Linked DNA regions of Strix aluco: region 1 is linked to region 2. The links are chromatin contacts, called in public Hi-C maps. All regions are on one chromosome and are shown on one strand. Each heading gives the region's core, a stretch centred on a gene start, on an enhancer-like site or on the middle of the called end of the contact. The rest is flanking DNA. Distances are from core to core; before and after follow the strand shown.

Region 1 (6,798 bases), core at 1,897-4,396, 320 kb before region 2:
CAAATAAAAGGGTCCTGACATAAAAAGCACACTTCAGAATTCCCAAATTTATATGGGGTGCAAAGTTCTGATACCACACAAATTCAAAGAAAATTTGCTTTTTCTTACATAAATCAGGAGGTGTAGCAGCAACATGAGGCTCATCTGAGCCAGAGGAACCTGCTGTAGAAAAAGCCTTGGGATTTACAACTCTTTTGACTAAGGAATAAAACCCTGGTAGGTAGGTGACCAATCTTGCTCTGTTACAGAGCACCTGAGAAGACAAAAACAAAGTAAGTATTACATACTGCTAGCAAAAATATTAGTTTAAGTATAGCTTTGTGGGTCTGAAGAGAAATCCTCACTTGATAATTAAATTACAATTTTAATTATGATCAACAGTGTTTCTGTAAAATCGAGTTTGATAAGTATTTTATTATTTCTTTTACATTTATACTACTAACAGTATTCTAAGGGAAAAGCCTCACAAACACTTACTGAAAGGCCTCCTCACGTGAGGAAGAAACCCTGGGAAGTTTAAACAGCACCACTGAAAGCCCACAACCTAAACCAAAGTTACAGATGAGGATTGTTTCCATGATCATTTCCATGCATGTCATTATTTCCATGATTGTCACAATTCAATCATGGCTTTGATTATCAGAAATACCTAGAAATATGGTTAATTAAGTAAATGCTGATATCCACGACATTTGCCTTGAAAGCTAGCACAGACATTGGCCAGCCCATATTCTACATCTTAAAAGGCTGGAGGGAGACACAAGATAGCTACAAGATGAGTCTGGAGTGATACTTTCATCTAGAAGCATGCACACGTGTGTGCTTACACACATTTCTCCACCCTCAAAGGACACAGCCCAACAGCTCTGAACTATGCAGGGAGATACGCCTATCAAAACAGGCAGGGGTGGTAATTTCAGCTTCTTTCCTTTGCTCTCGAAATACGTAGACATTTAACACGTGCAAAACTGAAGTTAGCGCAACCAGTGTTATTTACTCATATATTTACAAACAAATCTTACTGCAAACAGATCAGTATGGTTGTCAGAATGCCAATAAGCCATAAAGCCTTTATGAATTCCGTAGTCTTGGAATACACCAGAAAATCTGCTTCACACCACAGAGTTGTACTGTCAACATAACCTTCAACTGCTGAAGATGATTCTATCAAACTGATTCAGCCACACAGTAAACAGAAAATGATGCAATGCTATCTCCCTGAGCATGCAATGGTCGCAGCAACAGGGCTCCACAGAGCCAATGGCTCCTCACCGCGAGGATTATGAACTCTGAGACCCAGTGACAGTATCTTAAATAGTAATATGAGCAACTGTTACTGGGGTTTTGTGGTTTGTTTTTCTTAAACACAAAATATCCAGGTGAAATGATTAAACTAGAAAGCCTTATCTATTTTTTTATACTTTAAAAACAAACTGACAACTGTCACAACGCATTTACATATGCATAACAGAAAAATAACTCAAAACGTAGAGACAGAAGTATAACTTTAAAAAAAATTACAGCCTACTTAACTCCAGCAAAAAAACTGCTCATACTCTTGAATACAGCTGCACAAAAGCATGCATTACTGGAAAATGTAAATCCCACCTGCCATAGCACGTGTGCTTTCACAAAAGCACATTGTTTTCCAGGTGAGGAAATAAATTCTTTTGAGAAACCTGACATAAAGGGCTTTTCCTTAAGTGCTGTATGCCTGATTCTATAAAAGTTTACACATGTGTTCACCATTAAATACATATGCAACAAGGTTACTTCAAAAAAAGTGAGAAAATAGTATGTTTAAGATAAAAACTCTATTCAGAGTATCAGGACCTAAGCCACTAAGCATCAGTTTCTCACACACCACCTCTGCGTAAACATACAATGTCTAGTAAGTTCTACCAACATCATGAAGACTCAAAAGCATAAAAGCATATTTGATTTTCTGACTCAAATCAAGTATTTACAGGTAAGGCCTTAAGCTGCCTGTTCTAAAACACCTCTATGTTTAAAACGTTCCTGTAACAACAACAGAAGTCTGCTGATTCCACTTGAATGGTTTTTTCCTCTGTTATGTAAAACCAGTAATGAAATTAATTTTTGCATAATGATTACATTACAGATAAACCAGATGTAAACAATTACAGCTGACACATAATTACCAGAAAAGAGCGTTTTCTTATAATCAGGATCACTTAACATGCAGATGTTAGTGTTAATTACAGGTATGTTGACTGAGCTCACTTATGCAAATATTTACATACCTAGCATTACACAAGTGAAAAAACACCGCTGAAATCAATAAATTATTCATGTCTCCGTAGCAAGACTAAATCAATAAAGCCTGTTTCATTCTTCAGTCTGGAAGTACCCTGGTGAACCTATGTATTTCATCTTAATTCATGACATTAAAAAACCCCAAACAAAACAGATCCTACTTAATCCTCAATTCGATTATTCCCACAATATCCACGAAAATTGGCTTCCAAAATTTAAGATGAAAGGATGACGATACCGCTCCCTTCTCATAAAAATGTACCTTGGTATAACTGAGGTTTTTATCAATGACTCCCCCCTAAGCGCGGTGATTCAAAGACAGCTTTAAAGGGGAAATAAAACTCAAGCGTCCCGCATGACACGGGAAAGTGCTCTCCTTTGCCTTCTCATCGGGACGAGCCGCAGGGGCGGGTTGACAGCCACCCCCCTACCGCAAACCGCCGGCGAAGAGGGCCGCGACGGCGCTGACGCCCGAGGGCCGGCGATCCGCGATACTCACATTGGCCATTGCAGACGGCGGGCTCCCTCTCGCCGGCAGGCCCGGCTGCCCCTGCAAGAGAAGCGAAAGCACTGGCCTCCGAGGCACTGCCCGGCCTCACCTCCTGCTCGCCCCTCACACCGCTCGGCGGGGCCGATGGCCCCTCACGGCCGTTTCCCCGACAACAGTCCCGCAAGGCACCGCGGCGCTGCCCCGCTCGCTACAAGCCCGGCAGCCAAAGCCGCCAGCACCAGCCGAGGGGACGGGAAGGGAGAGAGAAACCCAACGGGAGCACCGGAGACCGCGGAACCGCCGCACCCCTCACCTGTTCCTGCAAAATGGCGCCGGCCGCCGTCCCCCGGCGCACCCGCGCGACGGGCGCTCGCCCCGCCCTTCCCCAAGCCGAGCAAGCCGATCCACCGACACCTCGATTAAGCGCCTCGAGGGAGCGGGCAGCGAGCGAGCGGGCCGAGTCGCTCGGCGGTAGATTGCTTCGGGCCGGGTATGCGGCGGTGGCGCGGCCCGGTGGGGAGCGGCCGGCGCCGTGGGGCAGCGTGAGGCGGCCCCTCAGGGCGGCCGGGTGGGCTGGGCCGCCGCACCCGAAGAGGGTGTTTCTCCCGCGAAGGCCGCTGCGGGGGTTCCTCAGGGTCGTCGTGTCAGCACCGGGTCGCCCGTCACCGGCGGTGCAGTACCCGTTGGGTGCGCCAGGAGTCAGTCACGTAATGTAAACCGGGCTGCCATTACACCTCCCCCCTGCCCCCCGCCCCAGCACTCGGCTGGGTCGTGCTGGGGCCGGAGAGTACAATAAAGTCGAAAGTGAATAAAAGAGGGGGTGTTGTTATTGGAAAAAAATGCAGGGGGAGCTGCTCAGCCACCGAAAGGCCGCTGGGCCCGGGGATTTCCTGGAAAGTCCCATCAGAACGGGAAACATAATGCCACTTCTAACAAAACCAGTCCTTCAGGGGCGATAGGTAGTTCCCTCAAATTTAATACAAACGTGCCTTGGTATAACTGAGGTTTTTATCAGTGACTCCCCCTTAAACACAGTGATTTAAAGACAGCTTTAAAAGGGAAATAAAATGCAAGCGTCCTACATAATGGGTTAGTGCTCTCCTTCGACGGCGTCGCTTTGCCTTCTCATCGGGACAAGCTGCAGGGGTGGGTTGACAGCCACCCCCGTACCCTTGTTCTACAAAAATAACTGTTTTACAAAATAAGAATAAAGCCCTTCTTCAATAAACTAAAGACTTCTCTTTTTTTTTTTTCCTCCTTCGTTGTGAAAGGGCTTCCTTTCTCCACCTTTTCTCCTTGGGCCTGGTTATTGGGTGAGGTTTGCTTACAAAGCTAGCTTTTATTTCAAATAAACTTTTCCATTATGAGCTCTATTGAGGTAATTCCATGGGCTACATAAAGTTAATTAACTGCAGAAGTTATTAACGCAAACGCATATGTACGAGTTGAAAGCATTCTCCTTTGTGTGGCGATGCAGCGGCTTGGCGGTAGGAGTGGGCTGGAAGCCCCGTGCAGAAAAACTCTCCAGTGCTCCACAGCAAAGAGAAGGGGTCATGGTTTTACTCCACTCTACTCACCATCTGCAGCTGAAGGTGCTCCAAGCTGTGTTTGTGGGCAAGTCTTTGTCGCTCCAAGAAAAACGAGCAATACAAAGACAGGTTATGTTTGGTGTTGGGCCGTACTGGCTGTGTGGGTTCTGCTGAATAGATCGCTCACTACCCGCAGAGCGTATGTTGAATATATACACCAAGTCAGCGAGGCTCAACTAGAGCACTGATTCCAAAGCCACGTCCCTGCGCAGGTGTAGAGCTCCTGCACATCCTCCCTCTTCATTTGCAGAATGGTCCTGGTTTTCCAGTCCATAACATGGGTTCAAATCACCGTCCTCTTTTTTTTAATGTCTCCTGGAACACGGCACGTTTGTCCCCCTCTGGCCTGAAGTGTATTTGTAGGAAGCATCGTCTTAGCTCCTTCTTTTTCATCTTTATATTTGCCTTTTTCCTCATCCACTTCAAACACTTTAGCCATCATGCCATGTCTACCAAATCCATGACTTCTCATAAGCTATATCTTTTTAGCTTTTCTAACAAAGCTATCTTTATCAATTTTCTGAGTCCGGAATAGCTTTCCACAGGCACTGTGCTGAACAACCTCATCATCTTTGTCTTCAAGTTCAGCCTTTTTTGTTTGCCTTACAGAGGCGATCACCCTCTGTATCTTGCCTTCTCGTAAATCTTGGCAGAGATGGAAAAGGGAAGGGAGAAAGCTTTGCAGCTAGCTTAAGACTCAGTATTGTTTTCAGGTACCTTTTTTTGTCATTTTTTCAATATTGTGGTTGAATTTAGATCACGAGTTCTTTGAGGCAAAAACCTTCCTACTTGCATATGTGGAAAGTGCTGTGCATACTAATGCAACTATTTAAATGCTGAATTAAAAATATCAGGGGAGAGGTGCCCAAACCCAAATCCTCTTTAAAGCTAATATAAAAGAGCTGTATTGCTGTTGCTTCTGCAGTAGAGGGGAAACGCACACAAGCCATGTTGGAATACTAGGATTAAGACTCTTCTTTCTTATTTTTTGCCATTTCTTTGCTGTCTGTTCAAAGCAGCAATGCTGGTTAAGCAAAGGGAACTTTAATCTCTCGCCTTCAAAATAAAAGATTTGGCATTCAGATCCCTCTGAATGTGCACATGGCCTTTAATTTACTTTAGTTATAGACCACATGTTTCTGGAGAATTTTTTTTTCTTTGCTGCTGGGTTATTAGCATAAACCAGTTCTAAAGGTTTCAATACATAACTCAATAGCTAAAAATCAGAGCAAGAAATTGGCTTTGTTGTTCATAGTAATAATATTCACCCCTACAATGTCCTTACTGCATTTAATAGAATTTCTGCTTTATTTTATTAGGATCAAGAGAAAATTCTTATATCCAATTCTAAACAATATGATATATTAGATAACTATAATGTTGCAATTTTGATTGTTGTATTTTTTCATGAGAACCTTTGCTCACTATTGCATGCTACTCAACTATTTTATTAATTCAATGTTAACACACTTAATTCTCATTTGCTTTCAGATTAAATATTCATGTCAAATCTCTGAACTTCAGCAAAAAAAGGCTGGAGAAATTCAACTTTAACTCTTTACAGAATGTAATTTATTTCCTTTAATGGGAAAGCACTCTGGATTATATTCAGTCTGTATTGACTTGTCCTTAAGCAATCCCAATTTATCTTCTCTCCAGGGTTAGCACTTCAAGATACTCAAATCAATCAATGAGTTATCATCCCCTGAAGTTTGTGGCCTGAATTCATAAAGATTAATTTCAATAAAGTTTCTACCTCTATTCAAAGGAGACTGCAAAATCAAACAGTCCAATTACAGATTTATCAAATATTAATCATGAAAATCTTCCAGATCCTTCTGATGCCAACATTCTTCTCCCCTGGTGTCAGGAAAGTAATTAGCAGCTGGCTTTGATTAAATTCTTCCCTCAGAGATTACTTTTCTCAGTTTGGGGGAGAGGAAGGAATGCATACAGGATGATACCTAATTCCTTATTTTAAAGTCTTTTCTGAAAAATACACATAGGTTCAGTTAACTGGACACTTCTTTCCATGAAGATGGAAGAAACTCATACTCTGCAGCAGTTTTAATAGTGAAACCTGAAGTACATGACTGGCTTTTCCTGTTGTGTTACTGAGATGCTCTTTTTCCTTATCTGTCTTTTTTTTTGGTGACAGTGGCTTCCTCTCAGCAGTTTGAAAGGGATGCAGCATGGGGAAGAATCTCAGCAGCTGCAGCAACTTCAGAATGAGAGGGATGTGAAAGGGAACTTTTCCAGTCACCTCCACCTTCTGCCTGAAAACTGAACTCTAAGCCCTCGTTGTTGTTCTCCTTCACCATCCCCAGACTGCTGGATTCCTTGGTCTGCAAGCAGAGGAGTCAGAGGTGCCTCTGGGAAGCTGTTTTGGTGCCTAAGACAAGAAAAGAGTGAATTTTCAGCCCTTCCCCACTCTGCTCTTCC
Region 2 (6,682 bases), core at 1,434-3,933:
GAAAGAATACAACATCCCAAGCAAAACCAAACTTCTTATCTGGAAAATTTGGTATTATGTGAGCAGAGTAACGAGACACACTCATTAAGAAACACGTTTTAGAATGCAATTCAGATATCTGTTTCTTCAGAAAAGACATTTTCTTCATATTTTTCTTTTTATTTTCTGCTTTTATATAAGTTTTGTTAATAAAGTATACTAGGAAATAAATTATAAAATATACTTACATGAATAATAGAAGACTATTTTTAGACTACAAGTACTGTAAAAACCTGAAGAATTCATTGTTACCAAAGATTTTAAAATTATTTTTCTATATAAACTGCTCCTTCTCCTCATTTCTTGCACCGTTTGAACAAACTTTTTGTGTGACTGTTTCAATTATTTTAAAATTTAATATGCTGTTCTCTCCTTATTTTCCTTGATTTCCACATATTTATTTTTTAGATTGTTACTTTGTTTCTTCCTGTTCTTTACACATTTCTTTTGATTAGCTCGTTTCCCTCAACTCAAAAAGCCTTTAAAGTAAGCTTATTTTTAAGATACATAAATTCATCTTTAATAAATTCATTCATTACATCATTCACGTAATTCTCTGAAGTCAGAAGATTTGGAAGCAGCATGAACAGCAGGGGATCAATTATATTATCGTCATAATTTTGTTGTGAGATCAGAAACTACTCAATGAATTTTGTCAGGGTTTCCTCATCCAGAGAAGAGATGTGCAAGTCTTTTCACTTCTCTGATTTCACATAGTAAAGAATCAAATGAAAGACTTGGTAATTATAATAAAACTGGAGAGATGAAGCATTAGAAGAAATTGCTAAACGAGTACCAGCAAATCTGCTCAGAAGATACTGTCAAGAAGCTGTATTTTGTTTACATGGGTTTTATGGAGACCGTACAATTTTATATTGATGAACATAAATCATTCTCCATGTTTTTAACTTGTTCCAGTCTGAAGCAGCATTAAAGCTACCTCTGTTTGAATCATGTCCCGAGTTTTCAATAATTATTTTTATTTCTTGAGAACTTTTCAGACTTTGAAACATTTTTCTTGATTTAAAGCAGTAAATAAGTTTTAAGAGTCTCTTTCTTTCGCTCTGCATGTTTTCTTGACCCCAGATCTGCTGAAGTCTAATGCCCACTGACAATCTTCCTGTGCATTATATTTTTGTTTGGAGCATTGCGAATTCCTCAGAAAGCGTTTTGCACAGGAGGAGGAGGAGGGTCTTAAGCTAATCAGACCCATCTTTGCTGTATTTATTCTAATTCTTTGTTCTTTAAATTTATTTAACCTTTCAGGTTTTATTGTTGTAATTTCACTAGGAATATAATCCTGCTTTCTGGCTGTACTGGAGAACAGTGTTGCAGCTAGCACTGCAGCTTCTCTCCCTGTCATTTCCAACACTTTATTCCTGCTTTATGTGAGTGCCGGGAACCAAAGTTCGTATCACTACATTTAATTGTATCAAGCTGCACCTAAAATCCACTGGTGCTTTTTAATCCTGCCACCTGGTGGCCTGAGTAACTGTTCACATCCTCCTGTTATAAAACATTCCAGTTCTCCAAGGTCAGCAAAAATGTTTGTTAATAAGGAAAATGCATGAAAAGAACTGGTAACATTTTGTTTATGACCTAGGGTGGGTTTTTGTTGGTTTTGGTGTTTTTTTAAATGTTTAATTGAGAAGCAACAGGTCTTGAACTGATATGGACCAGAACCAAGGGGTGTACAGGAAATATCTGTCTCTCTGGAAACCCCCACGGAGCCAGGGGGGTAACGCTGTTTGGGGAAGAGTTTCCTTCCAGAACAGGCACTCTTGCTAAGCACTCCAGCACCACTGCGAAGCCTCGCGGGTGACTAAGACAGACTCAGCCATTAATGTGACTGCTCAGGCCTCTATCCCTGAGAAACAGCGTTTCTCCACACTTCGGATTTGCAGCTGCTGCTGTTACTTCATATTACACCCACAAACGTAAGCCACACATCTGCCCCTTGTCCCCCTCAGTGCCTTTACCCCACAGTGGGATATACTGTGCACAGGTAAGTGCTAACATCTCCCACCCGGAGATGCTGGCGGTGGGTGTCGGGCAGCGCTTGGTGCTGCAGCCATGGTGGGGAGCGAAGACCCCAGATGCTTTCTGTCGCACTCACTTTTCCTCATCATTTGGAAACCCCACACCGACTTGGGGACCCAACCGGAGATGGCTGCGGGGCTACACACGGCACAGCACAGACCCACATCTTCGGGTCTTGGGGAATTTCAGGTTTATGCAGGTAGGTTTCTGTGCAGCTGCAGCTCAGCTGTAACCGCTGCGCAGCTCTGGGCGCTCTGGAGATTATTTTCCAGTCCCAAATCAATAGTTTTTAGGTTAAAGTGGCCTCTGGGAGACCAGAAGGCGCGCAGCGGGGAGCCCCGCCCCCGGCGCCGCCTCACGTGACTGACAGCCCCTCGCACCCCTCCCCTTCCCGCCCCGGGCTGCCGCCACCAATCGGCAGCGAGGGGCGGTGCCCTCCGGGGCAGGGGGGCGGTGCCCACCAGGCGCGGGAAGCGATCCATCGCTCCGCGCTCCGCCGCGCGCGGACAAAACGCGTGGCGCCGCTCGATGTCCTCCGGCTCGACCGCCGGCCCCGCCTCCCCCGCGTTCCCATTGGCTGGGCCGGCGCGGCCCCGCGGCCCGCGCGCCGCCAGTCCCGCGCGCCGCCATCTTAGCCCGGGAAAGACGGCGCGGGACGAGCGGCGGCTGGGCTCGGGGCTGGCGGTATTAGGTTGCCCGCTCGTCCAGCAGCACCATGAGTGCTCCTGCCGCCTGCCCCAGTCTCCAGCCCCTGCTGGAGACTCTGGAGGACCCAGCCGCCCCGCCGGGGGAGCTCACCGACGCGCACCTCACTATCGTTAAGTGAGTGCGGGCCGCGGCCGCCGCCTCCTCAGGGCGGCGGGGGCAGCGTGAGGGGAGCGGGGAGGCCCGCGGTGTCTGAGGGGGCGATGGTCGGTCTCGGCCCTGTGTGGCTCCCCGCCGGCGTGGGGCAGGCTCGACCCGCGTGTGGCTGGGCCGAGAGCAGGGGAGAGTGAGCCCCGGGAAGCCGCGGCGGAGCAGGGAGGGAAGCTTCTGCCCGGCCCGAAATGCGGGCAGCCGGGGAGGGCTGCAGGGCGTGGGGCTGCGTAGTCGCTGGCTGGAGATCGCGGGAAATATGTAGGCCTGAAGTGGGAGGAAGGCGGGAGGGAGTCCTGGGGTCTGCTTATCCGAGAGCCTCTCCTTGTGCATTTCCCGGGGAGACCGCGGAGGCGAGTGAAGGAATGTTGAGAAATAGTAACTTCTTTTCTAACTGGAAGAAGTCTTACATTTCAGCTTTATGATTGGAAAGGTTAGGTATGTTGCTGTGTATCGTGTCTTCTCTTAATTGCATTTCTTTCTGGAAGGTGCTTCTTAATCATGAGGTTCTGCTTTTAGCTGGATCTTTCAAGTTTGTTAGCATATGCAAAGGCATTATCTCTTCCCCTCAGTATCTCCCTTTCAGCTTTTTAGTAACTTTTAAAGCCATAACTGCTTAGATACCAGCGATACTGATCACACTGTAAGATTATACAGGTTTGTAGTAATAACTGACAAAAAAAGTGCTAATTTAAAGATAATATTAAGCAACAACCGATTTCTCAGGTTGTCTTCTGGATGATTGCATTTAATATGGTTGGTTTTTGCTATCTGAAACTTGATTGTTAACATTTTATAGGGCAAGTATAGCTTTTCTGTATGGATGTCTTTCAGGTATGTCATCACTGCCAGTTGTCAAACCAGAATTTTGGGGGAGCCTGTGTTCTAGAGCTGCTTTTGAGGAACGTGCTTTTTAAGCTCATATATTTCTGTGGAAAGTTTATCTAATTTCCAGCAGTTGTGTAAAGTTTCCATGTTAATTTTTAATGTCTTTTATAAAAGTTGACAAAGAATTAAAGCCCTTAATGGTTTGGGGGTTTTTTTTATTCTCCATAAGCACAAAATGGGTCAGTAGTCACTTCACTTTTTTCAGTATCCTAGGACACATGTACTTTATAACACAATATTGTGCCAGTATGTCAGACTATGTGGTGACTGGCATTTTCGCTCTTTAACTTCTTCAGTGTTGTGTTTTAGCTTTCTAAGGAAAGAAAGGGTTCTGTACTAGGTAATGAATTGTGTATTAGAAACTTAGTTATGTCAGTTATAACCTGTTTAACCTGTGAATATTGCTCGTTTTCCTTTCTGCTCCTTAAAGTCGCTTGACTGGTGAGGAAGGCAAAGAATTCACTGCAGATGTCAGAAGACACTTTCCTCAGCTTTGCAAGGTGTTTAAGGTATGTCTTTTCCATTGTTTTCTGTACTTCAGTGAACAATGATATATTTAGGGAGGTCAAGGTCAGTGGCCATTGTAAGACTCATATTTGAATTCATTTACTAAGAATTCAAGCTAGTGATATAGCAGTGAGGGTTTGTTGGGAAAATATATCTTCCATGTTTTTAGAAATTGCTACAGAAAAAATAAAATATAGGGTCTTGGATGTGTTCAGGCAGTGTTATGCAGTCAAATCTGATCTTTCGGGCAGAAAAGATAGTGTGTTCTGTCAGCCTTTAGAAACACTTTAGAGATTTGGAATATGCAGTAAATGTCAAAATTTTTTGAAAGTTAATACTGTTCTTAGACAACTTTTTTTCCCTTTTAGATGTTTAAAAACAATTGGAGAGTCAAGTGATAGATACATAACAGATGAAGAAGTAAAGACCTTTAGTTGTTTAGGACTGACTTCAGTAAAGATGTCTTGATTACAGAGAGCGAAAATGTCTTCAGAACCTGAAATTGTTTTATTAGAGTGTGTGTAATCGGGAAGGATTTCCTACATGGGTGCATTTTTCATCAAGTGTTTGGTTCTGACAGCTCTCTTCATTGAGCAGAAGTGTTGGTTTTAAGACAGTACTTTACAGCTACTTCTGTAAACTGAGACTTTCTGTATTTTTTTTTTTTTTCAGAAGCACATTTCTAGTCAAAACTCAGAGCTAAGTAATGCAGCATTACAGGCGTTGGGATTCTGTGTTTTTAATTCAAGTATTACATCTCAATTATCTGGTAAGCAAACAAATGTCAGTGTAGATGCTGGTTGTGTGTGTGTATATATATATCAGAGTTCTTTTTTTATGTCTTTGTTAGTATATACTTTAATTTTGACAAAGTTTACAGTTCCCACATGGTGCAGTGTTGTTTTCCCTAGTATGAGCAGTGTGATCAGTTCATTAATTCCATCTTGTACAAAAAAAGTATGTTTTTTCATGCTGTTACACTAATACTGTTTTACTAACTTCTAGTTTTATTAAATGCTTTGGTACCAGTTACATACTGTAATTCATGTTGTGGAACTAGTAATCAAAAAAGATGTCCAAGTGGAAAAAGAATGAAGAATGCTTTTTTTGTTTGTAGAATTTTCAGTATGTATAGTACTGCTTTCTAGCTTTTACCTGGTGATTCCTGGTTGTTACACTAAATAATAGAATGATTCGGGTTAGAAGGGACCTTTAATCCAACCCCATATATTGTGCTGGTAAATATTTCAAATTAAAGTAATTGAAAGTAATCCATAATCTTATGGCCTACATTCCTAGAAAGTGCTAAATCCCTTTAACAAAAGCTTTGGCTGCTGAGCACTTGTGGCTATGCATCGAGGTAAAACCACTGGATTTTGTTAGTAAGGGAGAGCTAATGTCCAAGCTGGCTGGTCCCCGAGGTGCCTGTTACATGTCCCAGGGCTCGGGCATATCCAGTTGCAATAACACGATCAGAAGCTGCTCAGTGTCAGCTGTCCCGGTGTGTGTGTGTGTCAGGTTGGGTGAAGGTGGAAGGTGCTTGAGCTAAGGTTGCCTTTCATGGGCACAGAAGGAAGTGCGGTGGGATTTGGCTGTTGCGTGGTGCCTTGATGGTGCAAACGGCGTACTGTCAATTATTCTTTCTTCTAAGAAGTGTTAAATACTCTTGGACAAATGTTCTGGAATGAGCTTTATTAGAGAGAAACTTAACCTCAGGCAAGACTGAACAAAATCATATGTGTGGATGTGTAGGGAGCATTTTTCCATGTGACTGCCATTCTGTTTGTTGAAATTTGGTTTGTTTTTTTTTTTCAGTTCTACTCAATTTTTCAGTGTGTCCTGCTTTCCTATTATGCAGTATTTAGCCTGATTTTGGATGAGAATGAGGCATTTACGATGGCTGTGTGGTCCCTCTCCTTTCCCATGTAACTTTTTTTAACCAGTTGATAAATTACAGTCAATTTTGTTAGAGAATGTCAGGCTTTAGAAATAATTAAGTCCTGAGAGCAGTGGAGAGTTAGGGAGAGAGGACAAAAAGCATATGTACTCTTGACTGAGGAAAGGACTGTATGTGAGTTTGTTTCTCAGATAGTGAGATCATCTAGCCACAAAACCCAAATTTGTAACAAATCAGGCTTTGCTTGGAATTTCAAAGGAATGCATGATTTCTCCATCTGTCTTCCTAGTTGCATGTAAGTCCTATGTTAGCCTTATTCGTTTTTGTGTAATAAGCTTGTGTTTATCTCAGTTACAGCTTTACCACTCTCTTTAATAATGAAATCTCTTGTAGACCCTAAAATGAATTTCTGTATGTCAGCATAGCAGTGGAACTGACCAAAGTGCTGCTAAATTC

The links. Hi-C and Micro-C count contacts between places; a contact is called where the count stands out from the background.
Region 1: a Hi-C map of brain shows a contact between it and region 2, with 6 times the contacts expected there. The contact joins the promoter of MMADHC here to the promoter of RIF1 in region 2. A contact is called at or near these places in 2 of 2 Hi-C or Micro-C datasets (brain and heart).

Annotation. Positions count from the first base shown.
Region 1 is chr6:2,992,886-2,999,683 of bStrAlu1.hap1, reverse strand. It overlaps MMADHC (metabolism of cobalamin associated D), which reads right to left and starts at 3,146. Exons shown (of 8, transcript XM_074828491.1): 1 at 3,081-3,146; 2 at 2,777-2,827; 3 at 109-253. The coding sequence starts at 2,785.
Region 2 is chr6:2,668,042-2,674,723 of bStrAlu1.hap1, reverse strand. It overlaps RIF1 (replication timing regulatory factor 1), which reads left to right and starts at 2,683. Exons shown (of 34, transcript XM_074828470.1): 1 at 2,683-2,901; 2 at 4,253-4,331; 3 at 5,002-5,098. The coding sequence starts at 2,795. It overlaps TNFAIP6 (TNF alpha induced protein 6), which reads left to right. Exons shown (of 6, transcript XM_074828220.1): 6 at 1-988. The coding sequence ends at 62.